Linked DNA regions of Arachis hypogaea: region 2 is linked to region 1. The links are chromatin contacts, called in public Hi-C maps. All regions are on one chromosome and are shown on one strand. Each heading gives the region's core, a stretch centred on a gene start, on an enhancer-like site or on the middle of the called end of the contact. The rest is flanking DNA. Distances are from core to core; before and after follow the strand shown. Region 1 holds the start of LOC112716119 (DNA repair protein RAD51 homolog 3). Region 2 holds the start of LOC112716120.

Region 1 (5,447 bases), core at 1,612-4,111:
GCCCCCAACAAAAGGATTTAGTCCGCCTCACAAAATGCACTGAAGTCAGATTAAATCAATCCTAATTTCCTTGTTACTTCACCACTATGAAATAATGGTGTACTCATTTCAAGTTCATAACCGAACACAACTATTACATATAACAATACCAGATAAAAAAAAATCCCAAAATTTTGATATCAAGCCAAAACTAAACAATTGCTAAGTTAAAAATTAGAAAAGAGAAAAAAAAATGAAATAGCAACGCTATATGACCAGCAAATATTATTAATTTGGACCAGTATTTCACCGGCAAAAATTTGCACCTACAGTATTTGTACACATAAAGCACATGGTTTACGCCTATACTTACCCAAGTTTAAACATAAGTCAACACAATTTGCACCCATATTTATCAAAGTTTGCATAAATAAATCAGTAAAATTTATTTGTTGAAGATAATTTGATACTTATACTGACCAAATCCTGGTCCAAATTGATAAAAAATGCTCAAGAGTTTCTGAAAATGAAAAGTAGCCATTTATGAGAAAATCAGAATCATCACATACCATACAGGTTAGAAGTATTACTATTCCCAATTGATCGGTCCAAAGCACTGGTTTGGGATGCATATTTCAGAATTTCACAAGCCTCATCCTCAGATACTTCGATATCTATTCAAAATCAAATAATGCGCATTTCAAAAGCTAAAACCGCTTTCTTTCTTTCTTTGATTGAACCCTAATAATTGAAAAAATGCAGGGAAAAGAGGGAATCGAAAAAGCAAAAAAAAAAAAAGATCGAAAGGTTAACCTGTGGCAAGTTGTGAAGCGGAAGCACGGGAAATGGAACGGAGTGAAGTGTAGCCAGCTGCCAAGAGCTTCCCTCTCTTCGAAGCTGATATTGGAAGCATTCCCACCTCCATATCTCTCTTAACTATCTTTCATCTTCTTCACTCTTGACTGGTTAGTACTTAGTAGAGAATGTTTGGAACTACAAGAATCGGAATTCATTTAAAAATGGAATTATTTTTGTTATAGTTTGAAACAAATAAAAATAAATAATTTTAATTTATTTCACAATTTTAATTTTTATGTTTACAAATTGGATTAAAAGTGGCCAATTTTTAAATTAATTCTCATAATAAGTTAATAACCGTGTTTAATTTGAAATATAAAAACATATGAAGCATGAATCCTTCGTTGAGTTGAGTGTCCGTGTGTCATGTGTTGAAAACACGTCAGACACGAGACACGCATCGACACTTGTTCGACATGTGTGTCTGCCATATCCAATGTTCTGAAAATCGGACCAGTCATTAAACCACTTTAGTCACTGGTTCACTGGTTCATTGGTTCAACCAGTCCAACCGATGGTTCAACCGGAAAAACCGTTTTAGAATAAAATAATAAATAAATTACAAATGACCAAAGATAAGGGTATTCCAAGAACTCTTATTAGATGCAATAGCATTCAACATTACACATGTTCTCACACACACATACAAAGCCTTAACTCAAAGAACTACCAGAATCAACAGAATAATACCATTAAAAGTCTTCCTTCTTAATTCTTATATACCTCAAAGAATTTCCTACAAAATGAAAATTGAACACAACACACAGCTTTAAAACAAAAACAAAACAACACTAAGAAATCAATCACCTCTTCTAAACACAGCCTTAGAACAACATTCAGAGTTTGAGCATTGATCACAAAATATTGATTTATGAAACAAAACAAAAACAGAAGAACAACATTCAGAGTTTGAGCATTGATAACAAAAAATTGATTTCTGAAACACAACAAACACTGCAAAACCAACAGAACAGCATTTAGAGTTTGAGCATTGATCACAAAAAATTAATTTATGAAACAAAACAAACAATCAACAGAACAATGAAAACAGAATTTTTTTTCCTTCAGAAGAAGAAAACAATGAAAACATGAAGCATATAATAAATCAATGATCACCAATATCCAGCAAGAATCTCAAAGACAACAATAAATACACAACAACAATTTAGCAAATAAACAAGAACAAGACCTAAATAGAAAATCCAACAAATTAAATCACAGAAACCTAACAATTTAGCAAATTAAAACAACAGCAGCCCAACAATTTAACAAGTTCACACTAACAGTTAAAATTTACCAGAAGAACACTAATGCAAGTGGAATCATCATGCTAATATGTTTTCTACAAAGATGTTATTTGTGCAGCTAAAATTTCCTAATTACTAAGATCCAATTATTCTAATTTCACATGCAATCAACTTACTAAGTTTCTAAAAGCTAGAAATGATAAAACCAACCCGAAATATGGTTAAAGCATTTCATCAAACATGTTGAGTGCGGTAAACTTGAAACGAAATAAGAGAAATCAAAGCTTAGTATCAATGTGATAGAGAAGAGAACATAACTATTGTATACTTTAATTCAGTCTATGAAAAAAATCCAAACCACTGCCAAATCAAATAGTTACTTATTGTAATAGAAATAAGAAGTTGCAGAGTTTGAAGCAGAGTATTGGTGTTGTGCGAGTGTATTGTCTGGTGGTGGGTTTAGGGAACTCACGGCGGCGACAAGAGAGCAGTTCGACGGCAACTAACGGCGGCGGAAGCGCGGCTGAGCAGACAAAGACGATGGACGCCGAGCTCGAGGAAGCAGCTGCGATCGGTGACAGCGAACGGGGGTTGAAGACTTGAGCACGAGGGAAGCTAGATAGACGGACGGACGGCGGCAGTATGCCACTCCTTGCGGCGGCGGTGGTGTAGGCTTACAGTGCTGGGGTTTTTTGGCTGAGTTTCTGTGAACGAAAGAAAGGGAGGGAGAAAGGGAGAAAGAAACGAAGGAGCTCAGAACCAAGAGTGAAAGTAAGCAAATTTGGCAAAAACGACGCCGTTTCTTTTAAACCGGTCGGTTCTCTGTCCCATTCAACTGGCTGGAAACCGCCGGTTCGACGGTTTTCCTCCAGTTTTTAGAGAAACGATTTTAAGAGACAAATCAGACCGTGATACTATTGGTTCACAGTTAGACTGATCGAACCGACTAATTTGATCCGGTTTTTAAAATATTGGTTCTGCTTGTTTTTTTTTTTCGAATAAACAAAACGACATCATTTTGTTCGAACCAATTAGCTACTGATTCGATCCAACCGATCGGTTATTGGTCGGTTCAACAATTTTTAAAACATTTTTTTTAGCAGTTATAAATAATAGATTGTATTGTTTTTATTACTAGATTTCGGTTGAATCAATTCAACCAGTTGGTCTGGTTCAATTTTTAGAACCATACTCTACGATAAATATTGTATATTTGTAACAGAACAAATTACAACCTTTTGCTCTCACTAGTTAAGAACAAGAAAAACAAACTTAGATTAAATCTAGATAAGACAAATCCAAAAAAAAAACCTCTTCGGCGAACCACCAAGCCTTGGACTGCCTAGGACCCATCTTCGGTTACCTTGTTAGCCTGAATTGTATTGAACACATTCAAAATATTATCCCTCCATGTCACTAGCTTTGTTCTCGGTGCTTGCCATTGATGCTGACCAAACATACGATCGTGATGACTAACAACTACAACTTGATTCATTTGGTCCTTCTTACAGTCAATCAACTTTGCAGTTAGTCCAAGAATCTGTTTTGTTTTTGTAAAAATAAAAAAATTAGTTAGAATGAACCAAATAAACCAATTCTATGAATAGTGTAAGATTAATCTATTTTTTTTTATGTAAAAGAACCGATTAGAATAAACTAAAATTAAGATGAGGACACATGTTATCTTCTGTCTCATAATTTTTATGAAAAATGATTTTTGGTCTTTATGAGAGTAACAGCCTTTTATACAAAATAGTAACACAAATTTTCTCTGACTAGAAAAAGGCCAACAAATAAATTTAGTATACAAAATATATATAAAATATATAGTTCTAAAACTTGATTAGCTACACAGTGGAATAGGGGTTCATATAAAGTATGGAACCTTAGCCGTTATATAGGCAATTAAGGCAATTAATATGACTAAATTGACCACTACATATGCATGTGAACACACAAAATTTTAGTGTGAATATAAACCAAGACACCAACTATATATATATATATATACAAATTGCATCACAACAAATTTCTAATTTGAATGTAACTAATCTACCAATTATATATGTATATGTATGCAAATACATAAGTTTAAACTTTTTGCATTCGCTACCAAAACCACCAAATATGTTCAAACACCTTCCCTGTTCGATTAAATTTTAAACATACAATTTTGACAAATAATTTGTTTTCAAATTATATTACTTGTTCTATAATTTAATTACCTTGATTTTCTTGGCACATAATAATAACCAAACTTAATCAATTTTATGACATAGGGTAAGACCTCCGTTCATGAATAATAATGGACCATTTTCCCGTCAAGATTATCGTATATAGTTTGCAAATTCCTTGTTTGACCATCATTACCGTGAAAAAACATGTCAATTCCAATACCACTACCAACATTAAGTGTGCTTGGATTAACATTTATAAAGAAATATTAGTGTTAACTTAATTTTGTAGAATTAAGTTTAATTTGATTAAATTAAACTGACAATGTAAATGTAATTTGTTCTTAAATACTCTGTTATAAAATATAATTTGAAGAAAATAATTTTGTTTGGTAATTGTAATTAAAATTATATTTAGATGTAAAATGATAAAAAAAAATCAAGTATATCATATCTATTTTCGATTTATTTTAAACAATATTAACATTATAGCGGGAGATTGTATTATTAAGGACTCTCTTTACAATAATAACCATGCAACTTGGAAGAATTGACATTATTAGAAAAATTTTAAGTGCTCTCAAAGAAATTTATATCTTTGGTGAACTTAATTATGTGTTTTTGGTTTCTCTAATGAACATTAAAACTGCATCGAATAAATATAATTATATTTGGATAATATATATTTGATTAACTCAAATGTGTTTTTGGCAGAAATAATAACTTTTTATTTTTCTATACGTAAAATAACATTAAACTATCAAAGTATTGATACATCAACACCTTCTGAATCAACAAGCTAAGAGGAGGAGAACTAGTTACTAATTTAACCTCAAGTGATGTTCCTATTTTAGGAATAGACACACAAGTCCAGCCAGATAAAAAAAAGTTAATAGATTTTTTTTTATTGTTTGGGATCATTTTAAGTGACAAAGTCAATAAGTCATCTTTAAATTATTTATTGCTTGTTGTTATTTTTCTTATCCCCAATATAAATTAGAATATATTTAGTTTACTTTGTCGAAAATGTATGATGAAAGGTGAAAAGTCTTTAAGAATTTTTTGAAAATTGAAGGATATCATTGCTAAATTATTTTAGCAATATAGCATATGGAATTCGGATCTTTTCTGATCCGCGCATGGTGCAAGAGATAGATATTAATTTTTCTTCTGATACTACACCAAATCC
Region 2 (4,861 bases), core at 1,820-4,319, 190 kb after region 1:
GCTGCTGTGTGTGTTAGTTCTTATGCTTGACCACAGAGAGAGAAGCGAGCCACCGCGAAACACAAACTGGCGACAACCGACACAGGAGTTGGTAGATGCAGTGGATCCCGCAAGGAGAACCACACGATGTTAGCGACAGCGACTCTATGAGAGTGGAAAGATTGAGACACCGTTTTGGTTCATTTTAGTGTGAGAGAGTGTGAGAATGTGTTGGAGAAGGAGGTTAAGGTTAGGGGTTTGGATTGTTCAGATGAAATTTGATTAATTAATTAAAAATTCCACCTATAAATATATACATTAATAAGATTGTCATAAGAGTAAAATACATTGGCCACTTTAGCATTATTTCCGTTAGAGTTGCGTTTCGACGAATTTACGAATACGGTTGTTCAAATTTTAAAATTATGTAAAAATTATTTTGTCAATAGCAAAAATCAAATATCATCAAATCAGAATTAGAATATTTCGAATACAGATTTTATATTTTCCTCTTTATATGTATTAACAAGTGTAATTACCTGTACCATGCACGTGATAAGATTAAAATTATAATTTTAAGTTATTTTGTTAAAATTAATTTGAATTATAATAATTTGATTAATAAAAAAATAACATATTATGCATTGTTTGTTTTTTTTATCTAGTGTTAATTAAATTAGCTCTAAAATAGTTATTAATCGGTTTTAGTAATCTACTTTCTTCAATAAATCAGACATATATACTAAATGTGATCATAAATAATCTAATAATACTTAAATCCACTAACAAATTTTTATATATTGGTTTACTGTGAACTAAGAACATATCAAAATCAGCTCAAAATTAACAACAAATTATTACAGAATTCTAATACAGAAAGTTCTCTAATAAACAATAAATAATTTAAACCCACTGAATAACAATTCAACACTATTCTTTGATGCCTGCAAAATATATACTTGAAACAATATTATATCAATGTTAAATTGTATATGATTAACGTAATTATAAAATTATTTATCAGGAGAATAAAATAATACGAATTTTTACGATAATTTTAATATTCTCAAGCTATAAATGTACAATAAGAATACATTACCCATTAGCACTAAACATTTGTCAATTTTTTTAATTGATAGTAATAAATGTTAATAAATTAATAAATTTAATTAAGAGATTTCATTATTACATTTTCATTATAAGTTTTCAAAAAATTCTCTATATACCATATTCATCGTGCAGTTATCTTCCAAGTTTCTGTGATCTTGCAACAGCACTCGCAGACCATCTTTGCTCGTTACTTGTTATTCTTTAAAATATGAACAAAAAATATTTATAAACTTGGCCTAGCATTACTTAATAAAATCATGAAAAATAATCAACTTACCTTATCATCCATGAGAACCATCACCGATAGGAGTCTCTGGTACAAACTTCTGCTCATCATCATTCTCAGAAGAACCATTTTTGTTGCTATCCGCAACATACTCTTCATCCGACTTCTCACTGTCCATGTCCATGTGTACTATAGGACTAGCACGGTGCAAAGGGAGTGATGCAAAAGGTGGGTCATCTTAGAGAAAATTCGAGGCCTAGAACCACCACTACCAATATCACTAACCTCCACAGAAAGTTTCATCACTTATTCGGCCATGATTTTCCCGTAGATATCAAACATCAGGCGCACATGCTCATGACCATCGAGTCAAAAAATACAAAATTAAAATACTCGATTTTTCATCGGTGCTAACAACCTATATCTAACTTTTCCAATCTCCTTTGTCCCATTAGCACTGAGACTCGTAAAATATCAGACTCTGTAACTCAGACAAAGAACTTAGTCTCTAAGTGCGCAAAAGAAAAGGACTATCACACTCAAAAACAACTTCATTGTCATTGTTTTTCATATGATAATTGGGATACATACATACAACAATATATCCACTACAACTAGATACTTTTACTAGATTTATTAAAAGAGTGGAGAAGAAGAAGTGAAATGTTTGTGGAGAAGACTAATACTTATAGATCCTTTTATAACTAGTCAAAATTTCTCGTAGTCTATCTCGTTTAGAGTGTAAATGATATAATTTTTTACGTATCTCATTTATACTGTAAACGAGATATGTGTAGTGCATCATCTCTCATGTACCACGTGTGCAAACGTGATATGTTCAACGGAAAACGTATCTTATCTTGTTTATATTGTATGAGCAGCGAGCAGTTGTGATTAGCGACTAGCGGTAGGAAAATGAGACACAATTATGGGCGAGAGGCGCGGAGACGAGGCTGATGTGAGACACCACTACTACGTGTGTCTGTTCTTATATTTGACCGCAAGGAGAGAAACGAGCCACCGCGAAGCACAGACCGGTGACGAACAACACATGAGTTGGCAGATGTAGTAGACCCCGCAAGGAGACGCGTGACCACACAGTGTTAGCGACAGCGACTCTGTGAGAGTGGAAAGGTTGAGACGCCGTTTTGGTTCATTTTAAAGTGAGAAAGTGTGAGAGTGCATTGGGGAGGGAGATTAAGGTTAGGATATGGATTGTTCAGATAGAATTTGATTAATTAATTAAAAATTCCACCTATATATGTACATTAATAAGATTATCATAACAGGAAAATACAACGGCCACTTTAGCATTATTTTCGTTAGAATTGCACTCTGATGAGTTTACGAATATGCTTGTCAAATTTTAAAATCATTCAAAGATTATTTTGTCAATAACAAAAATCAATTTGACCAAAATTAGAATATGTGGAGCACCGATATGATATTTTCTTCTTTATATAATTTTAACCTCCATGTTGCTAAGGTTACCGGAGCAATTTATAATAGGAAATGAAGTGGAGTGTTGCATTCTCAAAACTAAACTCATGTCATAACCAATGTTTTGAAAACTGGATCGGATTGACCGGTCAAACCGGTTCAACCGGACCGGCAAAGAAAAGATCCGATCCAATGTGCAAAACCGCACAATCTAAAACCATTCGAGAACCGCTGGCCGGTAACCGGTCGGCTGACCGGACCAGAAGCCGGCCGGTTTACAAAAACGACGTCGTTTCCTTTCGTGAAGGAAAAGATTGCACGCGTTATCCACTTATCCCCCTTCTCCAACTCCTTCCAGCAAATGCCCTAGCCTCCACCAAAGAAAGCAAACCCTAGCAGCCTCCACCAATCGTTGTCGCCGTCTGTCGGAGTGAGGGTCTACTGCCGCCGTCCGACGACTCAAGAACTACCGTCTTCGTGGTCTCGGTTCTCTCTCGGGATCCTCCGCGTCGTGTGCTCGCATCTCGTCTCTCTCCTCTGTGCTCGGCTGCTCGCGCCTTCCTCCGCCAGTGGGTGCTCGACCTGTGCGCGTTGGTTGCTGCTCGTTGTCCGTGGTTGTCTCTGCTCGATTCTGCCTCCCAGTGTCACTCGAGTCTCGTCTCGGTCACTGGCATCTCGTGGTTCGTCTGTCTCGTCGCCGGCGGCAGAAGCAACTCGTGGGGTTGTCTCTTGCTTCGTCGCCTTCTGTGGGGTGGTTGCCGACTCGGCGTCAACGGTTGGTGAGTCCCTGAACCATCGCTTCCCTGTTCTCTCTTTTCCAAATTTCCCTTCTCCCTGTATTTGTGCATGTTGCTGAATTGCTAATCAATAAATTTGCCTTGTTGCTGATCTAAATGTTGCTGTAAATCGGGACTTTACTAAGATTTGTTAAATATGTTGCTGTAACTTGAATTTGTTGCTTCCCAGTAACAGAATCATAACAGAATGCTCAGTCAGTGCTTGGTTGATTGGCTTTGCTCACTGATTGTATTTGATGATAGATTTTAAATTGATAACTTTTAAATTTTAAATTTGCACTGCCCATGTTACTGATTCACTGTTCCTACAGTGTTTTTGTTGTTGTTAATCATTGTGATGAGCTTTGTTAAATTTGGGTTGAAAAATGTTAATCTTTCTTCATTTTTCATTGTTCTTAACTTCTGTTCTTATTAAAAAATTGCAATTGGTGATCTTTTGATTTATTATATGCTTCATGTTTTTAATTTCACTCTGCTTCTAGGCTTTGAAATCAGTTTATGATAACTGTGATGCAATTATTTAGTTGGATAACTGATGTAATTATTGAGTTCAAGAGATTGAGTTTTTCTGTTCTCATTATTAGTAAGACATGGATAGTTTAGAATTTTCTATTTCTTTCCCTTACTTCTGAAGTTCGTTATTTCAAAAGGTTCAGTGTTGGCTTCAACTTTCAAATGGGAATTGGGAGCTGGTGAAGATAATAACATCTTCTGGAACTGAGTCTGATCTAGAATTATGCTAGTACACAGTGATGTTTGTGCCATTTGGCTGTACTCAGTGAGACAACTGGGAAATGTTCTTTTTTGGTCTGATTAACTACAATATTTAACCTTGTTAATCATATCTTGTACAATTCAGACAAAAGCAGGGCCTATTTTGGTTGCCATAAATTCCTTCAAGAAAGTTCCTCTGTATGGTAATGATTGTATTATTGAAAGCCTACAAGCATAAAAGAACTAAAAGGGCCTGTTTTGTTTTACTTTTTGACTCAATTACTTAAGGCAATATTGTCTATCTTTAACTTGTGCATTGCAATTCAATCCAGTTATTTTTAATGGAAGTATAATGATGTTAATTTTGCATATTTTGATGATTAATTAATTACATTTAGTTGGTGATAGACTGATAGTTTGTATAGGGTTTTAAATTTGAAAGATATTTTATGATGTTTATTTATAATTTATTTATTATTTTATCATGGAACGGTTTTTCCGGTTGAACCACGGTTGGACCGGTTGGACCAGTAAACCAGTGACTAGAACGGTTTGATGACCAGTCCGGTTTTCAGAACCTTGCTCATAATTCATG

What was found. A called contact is a pair of places that touch in the nucleus more often than the background predicts.
Region 2: a contact with region 1 is called in a Hi-C map of an unstated tissue, with 4 times the contacts expected there. The contact joins the promoter of LOC112716120 here to the promoter of LOC112716119 in region 1. A contact is called at or near these places in 2 of 8 Hi-C or Micro-C datasets (leaf and an unstated tissue).

The regions. Positions count from the first base shown.
Region 1 is chr10:100,202,943-100,208,389 of arahy.Tifrunner.gnm2.J5K5, forward strand. LOC112716119 (DNA repair protein RAD51 homolog 3) reads right to left here and starts at 2,862. Exons shown (of 11, transcript XM_025767973.3): 1 at 2,557-2,862; 2 at 1,528-1,573; 3 at 793-972; 4 at 549-653. The coding sequence starts at 904.
Region 2 is chr10:100,391,294-100,396,154 of arahy.Tifrunner.gnm2.J5K5, forward strand. It overlaps LOC112716120, which reads left to right and starts at 3,070. Exons shown (of 12, transcript XM_072205188.1): 1 at 3,070-3,534. All of the region lies in intron 3 of LOC112716128, which reads left to right.